3 separate regions of the Zea mays genome follow, and all the other regions are linked to region 2. Evidence: chromatin contacts called from public Hi-C data. All regions are on one chromosome and are shown on one strand. The core of a region is the stretch at or near the end of the contact, and the rest is flanking DNA. Distances in the headings are between cores, read along the strand shown. Region 1 has its middle 39 kb from the start of LOC103635458. Region 2 holds the start of LOC100282465 (ATP10 protein). Region 3 holds the start of LOC100170249.

Region 1 (4,095 bases), core at 1,312-3,811, 300 kb after region 2:
CTTTAGGAATATAACAATTAGAATGTAAAAATGCTCTAAGTGGTGTTGTGCGATGTGTGTAGCAATATATATAGGTGCTAGCAAATGCTCAAACTGATCATATGCACAAGATGTGTGAAATATAAGCATTCAAATCGGTTTTAAGCATGTCAAAAATAGGGGTTCACCACTAAAACAATCTAAACATATGTTAGCAAGAAATCAACAAAGTGCTAGTCAAAGGTGTACAAGGTGAACTACCTCGTACAATGATCTTTCATCATGCCAATGATAGAATTAAACTTGTATTTGCTCAATTTATCAGAGTTTGCAGCGTGACACAAGTTTCACTCAAAAATATATGAGTGTGAGAGGTTGTAAATATTGTCAAGTCTAACTTTTCAACTAGGTGTAGCCTATTAGAGCTAAAGACACCAGTTTCAATCATATACTACACTTCTCAAGATCTTCTAATGTCCTTGTAGAAACAATCTCGATACAGTGATGTAGTGAAAAATGCAAACCCATCTCAATCTTTCTATTTATCACTTATCATGACTTAAAGTTTAGCAGGGTATGACTAAGATAGAGAATCATTAAAAAGCATGAAACATAGCAACCTAATATAGTAGTGGTAGCAAAAAGGATCTCAACACATCTTACACATACTAGTTGCCAATCTTAGTGGTGAACAATTTTCAGATTTAGCAAGTATTAAATAGAGTTCACAATTTAAAATACAAGCTTAGCTCAACAAAATTGTATCAATATGAGCAAAGGGAGTCATGGTTTGTGTCATGCTAAACAATACTTAGTTGTTCAGTGGGATCACGCTACTAGGCCTTTACAAAGCCCCTCCAAGTCTATTATACACCTCCATTATAAATTTGGCTATAGAGCTAACTTATTTCTGACATTTTTTAGAAATTCCAAAAAAATAGAATTTAGGGTGTTTGTGTGTGTGTTGTGCTTGGTGCTCGCCAAGGCCAAGTCTTGAGTTCCCTTAGATTGAGGGAACACAATAGTGGCATGGGAGAATCTCACCAGAGAAATCAAAAGAAGGTGTCAAAGGTCTCATCATGGGCTCGAGGCACATGAAGGTTGTGCAGTGGCGAGTTCGTATTGTGGTGAGTCAATTTAAGGCTACATCAAGCAGTTACGTTGATGTAGTTGTTCAAGGCATCGTCCTTCGCGTTAGTGAACTCTGAGATGCTCTAACAGTGGTGTTCCCCTCCTCTCCTCCTCAAGTATCATCCAAGTTGCGAGCATGGTATATGGGTAGGGTCTAAACGGTACTGATATTATCCGAGCATTCGACCAACAGAGAGGCCAATTATTTTGTTGGATAGTTTTTTGGGATATCTGCAACATATCCGGATTTTGGTTTACAATCTAAATAGTATATTTTGGATAGCATATACAGATATGAGATGAATAATATCCATCGAAATCCAGATATCTTCTTGGATATCCAGATATCTTTTCGGATAGCTATGTGCATTTTGAAGTTTTTCTACATAAAGAAATTAATAATACACAAATAGCCTCTGAAATTTATGAAATTTTATGGAGGCACAACATATGTCCACATATAATTCAATAAAATGTTTAGATCATAAAATCCACAAGATGTATGTCTTTCTTTCATTTCACTTCCATTTGTTGCGTGAGTCACCCATGAAATCACTCTTAAGTATCAAACTTTCAACATAATCAATACCTCACTTTATCATTTTCAAGTGGGAACTTGACGTTATCTTCTTATAGAAATTAATTAGTCATGGTAACTTATTTGCAATTTTCGGTCAACCCTAGAATAGTTTATGAATTTAATTGCATTTTGATGATTTTGCTCAAAAAGAAATTAATAATACACAAATAGCCTTAGAAATTTATGAAATTTTAGGGATGTGCAACTTATGTCCACATATAATCCTCAAAATAGTTTCGACCATAAAATCCAAAAGACACAAGCGTTTCTTCCATTTCACTTCCACTTGTTGCATGAAAGTAACACCCTAAGATTCTAACTTCGGGGTTAGGAAGATTTATCCCAAGATTTCAATTAATGTGGTTTTCTAACAAAAGGTTAATAAAAACGGCCCTTCTGAAAGTGAAATCATTATTTTGTTAAATAATGTAGTTAGCTCATTCTCTAAAATATGTAAGTTAGAATATCCCTTAATTGGGATTATACATCAGAATATAATTACCCTTAAAATAATAGGTGATAAAACATTAAATTTTTTGGAATAAACTTTTAGTTTGACTACATATCCAAGATAATGATTTATTTAACAAGGAATAGGTGTGTTGCATATTGGAGACATTTCCTTAAATAAATAGGTAAAGTAACTAATATAGAAATAAATTTAGTTGCATCTCATGATGGGTTTTTTTATCTGTACATTTGAACCTATGTTTGAAATTCAAAACATAGTTGGCTTTGTAATTAAAATTAAACAAAAGAGAGAAGAAAAAAAGAAATAACAAACCTGGGCCGGCACCACCATCCCGGCCTGCTCCCATTTTCTCCACACAACCGCCCGGGCCGCCTCTACCCCGGCCCACTTGCCTGTGCATTGGCCACGGGCCACGACCGGCCTTGGCTCCACACTCGGCACCCGCTCATCCTGGGATTAGTCTCTTCCAGGTGGGGCCCGACAATAGGAGTCGTCATCCGGAGTTCTACGGATGTCCAAAGACACCGCGAAAATCGCATGTTCGTTGGTCGATTGCGTTCCGCGGTAGGGAATCTCGTCGGGTGGGGATATAAATCCAACCCCATTCATCCATCTAGATTGGCCAATGTCGATCGGAGAGCACCGTCACGCCAAGAGAGGGAGAGGAATCAAAGTTGCACCACTATCGGGCAAACTGCGGAGAGGAAGCGAGGGAAGATGAAGCCGCCGCCACATAGGCATCTCACCTTCACCGTCGTCCGGGCCTCATCGTGTCGTCTAGCAGAGTTGCCGAGTTCCCTCCCGTACAGAGATTATGGTTGGGGCTTTGGGGAATTCTTTGTCGGACATTCGCAGGGTCGCCTGCACCGTGGGTGAAGGGAGTCATGATCCAATTCAACGTTAACATCCGCCTTATGGCTGGGGCTTTGGGGAATTCTTTGTAGAACATGTCCGGTGATGGGTTAATGCACCAGGGCGTCGGATCGGCTTGCTCCGGTGAGCTTTGCCACCGTGGGGCAGGCCATCGCCGCCGCTGGGCGACGTGTGGGGGAAGAGATATCACATGTCACTGGTCCACAAACCGATGGCTAGGATTTAGCCATGCATACCTCTTCGACGTGGTGGCTGCGAACCAATGGATCGTTGTTGAACGATTCTGATTAGATCCCTAGCATACCCTTTCGCCCTAGGATCTTGGTCGTTAATCTGCTAAACGGACGGGTTGTATTAGATCTCATTTCATAACGTCGTGACTGTAGGATTAGGATCTTGCGGCCTTAGTTGCATACCGGTTAGGGCTACGGTCGATCTAATCAGTGCCACCGGTTTCAAATCGAACGGCTGTGGTTAGTCGATACCCCTTCGGCCGAGAATAATTGCATCATAGTCCCTCTCGTTTTGTTTAATAAACCCACCATCTGTAGCAGTTCAAAAGTTATTGCAACTTAGTCCTAGAATTTATGTTTTCCACCTTGATCTATTTAGAAATTGTGTCTGCCATCCCGTAGACCATAAAAGTACATAAGAAAATACAGAAAAAGAATTTATAGGTGTAAAAATAAAGGGAAACCTTAGAAAATCCATAACTTTTGCGATTTAACTCCAAATTGGTCTATTTTAGTTGTGTTGGCTTCATAATAAACTTGTCTACACACTAAAACATTATTTGTATCATTCACATGCTTTTATGATGGGATATTTATTTAACTTATGTTAGTTGATTAATCATTCTAGTCAAAGTCAATCTGACTATAATCTGACTAAAATATGATCTCTACTCAAGATATAACTTAGATTAAAATTGAGTTAGTTATTTATTTATAATATTCTTCTCACATGCTTTATATTATTTAACAGAGGATATACTTTTGCTACTTAACCACCTAAATCTTCTGAAAACCATACCTTTCAACCATAACTCCGATTTTAGTGA
Region 2 (3,763 bases), core at 271-2,770:
CTAGCGGCATTTGCAGTAGTCGGTGATGGAGAGGTCTAGTTGGGCGAAGTTTCGAAACTGAGCATCAAGGTGAAGAGCACGTGCCTCCCTGTTCCCAAGTAACCGCGACTCCATGGCAAGCCAAGCCAAGCAGGTTGTATAGAGAGAACGAAACGTTTGGATGGTTTCAGCTAGCTCGAGAGAGATGACACCATAAATCTAGGACTTGACCATGCCATGTGAGCCCAAGGCATCAACCCAAGCACGACCTAAGGCATCAGGCCAGGCTAGCCCGACACTAAACTATTACGGGCCATGCCGAATTTGGGTCGTGCTTTGTTTACGTGTTTCGGTCTGGCCCACGAAGCCCAGCCCAAATGTACATGTATTATCATGGAGGCACGATGTAGAGACACCTAGAAACCAGAAAGGTAGGGAGAAACCTGGACGATATCATGTTGAGTTGCATGCACTTCAACTAGCAATTCACTTATATTCTAACACTATACAATCCTATTAATATGTAATTGTATGCAGTAACATAAAAGGTATTGAGTTGTGGTGCTAGATTTCTGCAGAAATAATGCAAAACCAAACAATTGGAGTCCAATTTGTCATAGCAGAAATCTACTATCTAGCCAAGAAAAGCTGGGTAGTCCCTCATACCAGCGAGCTTGCGCGGAAGGAAAGGCACACCAATGAAGCACCAGGAATCTTATGGTCTCCAGCCTCACCATCATCAGCTTGCAGAGTTGGTGCAACAAGAGGCAGATGCAGTGCCCCTCCATCAGGGGAATCCACATCAAGATCAGGAAACTTCACAGCATCTACCTCTGGGATGATGACCTTACTCGCTGTCGCAATCTGAACCATTTTTTGCGAGTGTGATTACTGGTTACTCAAACCGATCAAAAACTAGTAAATTTGTGTTACATAGTACATACTATATATAGGTGATATACCTTGCCAGCGTTCTCGCGGATCTCGGCAAAGTCTTGGAAGTAGCCTCTACTCAGTTCATCGGTACTGCACTAGACCAATCAGAACCAAAACATCACACCATACAATGCTGCAGCGCAGCAGCAGTAACCAGTAATGGCTAGTAAACGAGGTTGAAGGAGAGGAGACTTACAGCCTGGCCTTATCCTTCTCGATGGCCTCCTTGTTCCCCGTCTGATCACTCCAGCAACACACACACACACACAAAAGTCACTCATTTCACTCTCAACCATCTCCATTTCTACGGTTCAACAATCTTCTAAAATTAACTGCAGTTGCGGAGGAAACGAGGAGGAACGGAGACGAAGCAGCTACCTTGCGGAAATCCAGGAAGGCGCGAGCAAACGTGGCGCGCGCTAGCGGAGGGAAATAGTCCCTATGGACGCCAGCTCTGGCGCCGGCGAGGCGGAGCAGCGCCCGCGCCGCGTCGCGCGCCCTCACCATCATCGCCGCCACCCGCCCGCCGATCCACTCGCGCTAGGATTCGGAAGCCGCGAGAGAGCGAGACTGGTCAGCGGGCTGACAGCTGCGGTAGTGACTAGTGACAATATGGGCCGGAGCCAGATGTGTACTTTTGTGCACCGTCTAACAGGCCGGTTCAAATCACACCATTTCAGTTATACAAGTCTAGCACGGTTCAACCTAATTATAGACCTAGATCAGAACGGTCTAATATATATGTTGTACCTGAGCCTCGAGTCAAGGTTATGGGCCAGTCTAGTATAGCTCATTTAACAAAGGCTCATCGAAGCCTATTAAACATAGACTCATTATTTAACTAACACCCGTCAAAGTCCATAGGACCAACACAACTTGGAAAATTTAAAACTTCAATAGGCATTCGAGAACCAATACCTACATGGGATAGTGAATAGTAATAATGATCATTATATATGTATTCTGTATGGCAACTAAACACTAAACAGATAACTGAATATTATTTGTGAGCTACTTGTACTCTTTTTTATTTCTGGCCAAAGGTTTTAATGTGGCAGCCACAAAACATCTTAGTTTTATTTTGGTCATATATATTGTTGGGGGCCTTCGTCTTTCGAAGGACCTCAGAAACACGCTTAATCATTTGTTTTCAGCATATTATTAAGTATTGCAGGAGCTTCGTCACCAGAAAAGATTCGATATAGATCGATGGAAGTACAACGAAGCAAGCTTCGTCATGATGAAGCAGAAAGGAGACGTAAGAAGGTGTTATTCAAGCTGTTAAGTGCAAATGACAGTACTGTCCTCATGGCATTTGTAAACCTTGTATGTATTTTTTGAGGGTATGAATGCAATTGAAAGGATCACGATGCCCAAGAGGGGGGGTGAATTGGGCTTTTCTAAAAATCAACACTAATTAAAACCTAAGCAAGAGCTAAACAAGAGCCCAACTTCACCCCAACAACTAGCACTAAGAAAATAATACTAGAAACGTAACAAGGCTAAAACAATGCTTCAAATACTTGCTAAACAAATACACAAAGTAAATAGCTTGAATTAAGTGCGGAATGTAAAGCAAAGTTTAGAAGACTCCTCTAATTTTTTTCCGAGGTATCGAAGAGTCGGCACTCTCCACTAGTCCTCGTTGGAGCACCCGCGCAAGGGTATCGCTCCCCCTTGGTCCTCGCAAGAACCAAGTGCTCACTACGAGATGATCCTTTGCCACTCCGGCGCGGTGGATCCCTCGAGACCGCTTACAAACTTGAGTCGGGTCACCAACAAGATCTTCACGGTGATCACCGAGCTCCCAACGCCACCAAGCCGTCTAGGTGATGCCGATCACCAAGAGTAACAAGCCATAGACTTTTGCTTGACCAAGAGAAGCCTAATGCAAGTGGTGTGTGCTCTAGGTGGCTCTCACTAGCGCTAATGAGGAACAAGCACGGATTATGATTCTCTAATCTCCTCACTAGGCTTTTGGTGCTTGCAATACTCTACCAAGGTGCTGGAATAAATGTGGAGTGCAAGACATTGAATATGGTGGGTGGAAGGGGTATAAATAGCCCTCACCCACCAACTAGCCGTTACAGGAAACTTGCTGCGCGATGGCGCACCGGACAGTCCGGTGCGCCACCGGTGCGCCAACGGTGCGCCACCGGTGCGCCAACGGTCACTTCCAACGGCTAGTTCTGACACAGAGCCGTTGGACTCATGGCGCACCGGACAGTGAACAGTCCACTGTCCGGTGCACACCGGACAGTCCGGTGCGGTGTCCGGTGTGCCGCTAAAATTCATTTCCGAAGGCTGCGCTCTCGGGTTTCTGCGACTGGGAGAGTCCCTGCAGTGGACCAGCCTGGCCCACCTGGCAGAGGGTGCACCGGACAGTCCGGTGCACACCGGACAGTCCGGTGCCCCAAAGCCAGAAACCCTAAGTCTTGTTTTTCAGCTGATTTTCAAATCGGTTTTCGCTCTAACTTGTGTGTGAGTTCTAGAGTGACACCTAGCACTGTGTATGAGTGTGATTGTGCACCAACACTACACTAGAACTCTCTTGGTCAAACTACTCATCGACAACCCCTCTTTATAGTACGGCTAAAAGAGAATAAAAAGCCTAATTAAAATGCGAGTGTCCACATCTCCTTGACACTCGGACTCCGTAGACCTTCACCTTTTGTTTCGTCGTTTTAGCCGTCGCTTCGAGTTCTTATCTCCGGGATTGTTTTCTCCGTTGTAGTACTTCTACCTGTCATGTGACCTAACTTACCATTTGTCTCTGCAAAACACACGTTAGTCACATATAATAATACGTTGTCATTAATCACTAAAACCAACCAGGGGCCTAGATGCT
Region 3 (3,757 bases), core at 1,234-3,733, 340 kb after region 2:
GGCACCACTCCAATCAAGCTTGGGGTTAAGCCTCGGTAGAGCTCAGTAGGCCCTTCGTCGCGGATGATTTTGACAAATGCATCAAGGAAATTGTCATACACACCTCTCTGCAGAATTAGAGAGCCACTATTACAGCCTCACATGTTTTGCACTTTAGTATGGAGGTCCACTCATTGTATTGAAGTTAGCACTAACCTGTATAGTTAGCCGTGTCTTAATTAATTCCAGTGGGTATGTACACAGAGTTGAGCTAACACCGGCAAATGCCCCAGCCACTAGTGAAGGAGGGACTGGGATCTTCGGTTTCTCCCCATATTTGGGGGTCAAGAACTTATTAGCTGTATCAAAGGCAAAAAGCTGCAAAAAAAGTCAAAACAAACAATTAGATATTTTAATGCTGCATACATGTACATGTTTGTACCATAAGCACCATAAAAAATATTGCCATTATAGTCGTGACAATTCCTAGAATCACAACGCATGTAATGATATCTAATATGTATAGCCATTATGGCTATCCAACATGTGCCGATACTAAATGCAACTAGAAAATGCAGCGTAAGCCCATCATCCAGACTGCTGATCTCCAGTTCACTAATAAGCCAGCAAGCCACCCAGTCTTCCAATATACGAGCATTTTATTCTAATATTCACTAAGGGATACCAACTCAAGGTTGAAGGTCCAAACCTTAGTCTCTTCAAACAAGCAATTCTGACTTTTATATTTCTCAAAAGACTAACAGGTTACAAGACGGTAGCTCTTCTATCTTTAAATGTTTAAATTCCTAGAATGTGTGCATTCAACAGCTCTATGAAGCCAGTTATTTACCAGACCACACAGAAACCCAGCAACATCCTAAGACTTTGTTTGGATACTCTAGTATTTACCTCAATACATATGGATTGAGGTGGATTGGGGTGTATGCACCTCAATCCATGTGTATTGGAGCAAATACTAAAGTACCCAAACAAAGCCTAAAGTGATTGGTCTCTACGGTGCAAGATTAGCCCACTAACCTATATAACCTTGCTCAGGAGGAACAAGGAAAAATATGTATGCATTAACTCTGCTTACAAGTACTTCACTGTAAGAGTTCCACTAAGATAAGCCAATAACAAAAATATTAAATCTGCACCCTTCGTCCCACGATCAACGATTAAAATATTTTATAAAAAAAACATTCGACACTTACTCATCAGCGCGTAGCTGCATATTTGCAAATAAACCCTTCGCACCTCAGTCGTTGATTCTTAGATAAAGGGCTCAGATTTAATATGTGCATGTGCACCAAATGGATCATGTGCATTCGATACGTTACCATAACAAAAAGGTAGACTTTCTTGATAGTTTCAGGTCATGAAAAATTCTATTTATGCTGGCTTAGTAATTACAATCCAGTGATTAGAAGCATCTCAGGTATCATAGAAATTTTATTGTAATAGCAGCATGGCACTTTGTTAGACTTCTTTGTACTTTTGCTTGTAATCTGGCAACCCCAACATGGATTGTGTAACAAACTTATTGCTTTCTTAGAAAACTGAGGGAACTTAAAAAAACCAGAGACTCAGTGTAGATGAGGCTTAAGATCCAAATATTGGGAAAAGCATGCGAGTTCGTTATTCTCTGGGTGACAACTTGAGCATATTGCCATATGTATGTGCCCCAATTATAGAAAACTCAAAACATTTGTACCATTGCTAACGAGGAAATATTGCTACAAATTAACACTGGATGTAACCACCAACTAATTGTTCAGTTTATTTGCAAAAAGGTAGTTATAAATTCTAAAAAATAAATGCATAGCCAAGGGTTGATTTCCACATTATGTTGAACATGTGCCTAACGTAAACACATTGCAAAAATAACAGATGTGGATGAGCTATTTACCTCGATTGCCTTGCTTGGGGCTACCCGGATGACATTAACAACGTTACCACGGAACAACCCAGTCCATCCCTCATGCTTCATGATAGACTGGAACACCTCCGTCGTCGAATTCCCATTACTTCCCACCATCAAATGCGTCCTGATCGTCTCCAAAGGTGCAACAGCAGTTCTTGACACTGCGCCTGCGATTGCTCCACTGATCAGTCTCTTGAGGTGATGATTCCCAACCTTAATCTTGAGCTTCACGACTTTCTTCTTCCCCTTGTCCCTCAACCCCCCCACACCTTCCCCCGGCAGAGGTGTCTCAACAACCTCCGGCGAGACGTACTTCATGTATGGGTCCCGTGGCGTCTCCGGCGACTGGGACGAAGGCCCTGGGAACCCAACCCCAACCTGCTGGCCCACGCTGGCGAAGAGGCCGGCCGGCGGGTGGAAGGACTGGTGGAGGTTCCACGAGAGGTTGAATCCACCATCGCCATCCACAGCGGATGGTGCTGCCGGTGGCAGGGCCAGGAAGCAGCAGGTCCAATCCGTCGCCAGTTTGGCCTCAGCGCATTGCAACCGCGCGCCGTCGCTCTTCCTGCCCATCGGCTCGGACTGTTTTCCTGAATCAACAGGACGGCGCTCTCTGCCCCTCCACACTCCAAGAAGGCTGACAAACAACTAGTGCTGCAAAAGGCGAGGTGACGGCAAAGGATTCAAAAGGTGTGGCGTGGAAACGAAGCGGAAACAGGCATCTTGGGGCACAAAAAGGTGTTTCCGTTCGAATCCACTCTCCACTAGGAGCGCGGAATGGGACTGATTTTAGGTTGAGACCCCACGCCCAACGAACAGGGAGGAATGGCGATACAAATGGTAAAGAATCAATCTGCAACCAGAAAATGGGGAAACGAATTAAAGTCGAGGCCTTATTTTTCTCCGGCGTGATTAGAAATTTGGGTCGCGGATTATTATCCTACAAGGGTACGTTCCATTGCGAAGGGATAGATCGGACAGAATTAAATATCTTTCTAGTTAAGATTAAATAAAAACGTTATTTAATTTTCCTTAACCTCTTCCTTCAATGCAGTCGCAATTCAAACAAGATCTAAATATTGATTTAGTGACAAAAGAATTGAAAGGGATCTAAAAAAATCCCTTGCTATTTAAATCAATAGATCATCTTCAATTTCTTTATCACTAAACCAGCGTTAGGAATTTCCGGCGGCTTTTCTTCCTCGTTTACCTAGACTATGATTCTTCGCGGCTGCCGCATAGCCATCGCGTGAGGAGTCCGGGAACGACAACTCAGGTACAAAGTCAAAATCAGCCGCACTCGTGGTCTTCACATACAGTCAAAATGAGGAGGTGATTGGAACCCACCTCGCCGCACCCCAACGGACGCAGCTAGAAATGGCAATGGGTACCCGCTACCCGAAACCCGATGAGTTTTTGCTCTATTAGGGTTTGGGTCAATTTCTGTATCCATAGGTTTGTTAATGGGTTTAAATGGAAACCCAACGAGTACGTGGGTATGTGTTTGTTCTTCCACTACCCATACCCGCAAACACATGGGTTTTTTAAACCCGCCTTAAAATCAACATTTCTTATAAATATGTCTCATAATATTATTAATTGAATATGTTCTAATTGAAATAAATTTGATGTAACAAATTTTAAGTTAAAATTAGTTATCACTTATTCGTTTTATGCTAGCTTATTAATGTATTGATTGTCATTTACATGATGAATTATTTTTTATGTTGATGTTAGTGGGTATGGGAAACCCGTTGGGTACCCGAAACCCGCATGGTATGGGTTTGGGTAAAATTTTATACCCGTCATGGGTATGTGTTTTTTAGCGAGCGTATTTTTTCTTCACGGGTATGG

What was found. A called contact is a pair of places that touch in the nucleus more often than the background predicts.
Region 1: a contact with region 2 is called in a Hi-C map of endosperm, with 2.7 times the contacts expected there. The contact joins the enhancer-like site here to the promoter of LOC100282465 in region 2. A contact is called at or near these places in 2 of 25 Hi-C or Micro-C datasets (endosperm and leaf).
Region 3: a Hi-C map of ear shows a contact between it and region 2, with 2.2 times the contacts expected there. The contact joins the promoter of LOC100170249 here to the promoter of LOC100282465 in region 2. A contact is called at or near these places in 3 of 25 Hi-C or Micro-C datasets (ear, leaf and tassel).

What each region holds. Positions count from the first base shown.
Region 1 is chr8:82,007,065-82,011,159 of Zm-B73-REFERENCE-NAM-5.0, forward strand. No RefSeq gene overlaps it. Among protein-coding and RNA genes, the nearest start is that of LOC103635458, 39 kb to the right of the region's middle. Within about 2 kb of position 2,562, at least 18 of the 20 cell types and tissues checked have an H3K27ac peak or open chromatin away from gene starts, as enhancers often do. A contact at or near this core is called in endosperm and leaf, where this site is marked.
Region 2 is chr8:81,708,235-81,711,997 of Zm-B73-REFERENCE-NAM-5.0, forward strand. LOC100282465 (ATP10 protein) reads right to left here and starts at 1,521. Exons shown (of 7, transcript NM_001155375.2): 1 at 1,294-1,521; 2 at 1,112-1,152; 3 at 942-1,005; 4 at 646-843. The coding sequence starts at 1,425.
Region 3 is chr8:82,049,916-82,053,672 of Zm-B73-REFERENCE-NAM-5.0, forward strand. LOC100170249 reads right to left here and starts at 2,484. Exons shown (of 3, transcript NM_001130130.1): 1 at 1,889-2,484; 2 at 196-357; 3 at 1-107. The coding sequence starts at 2,476.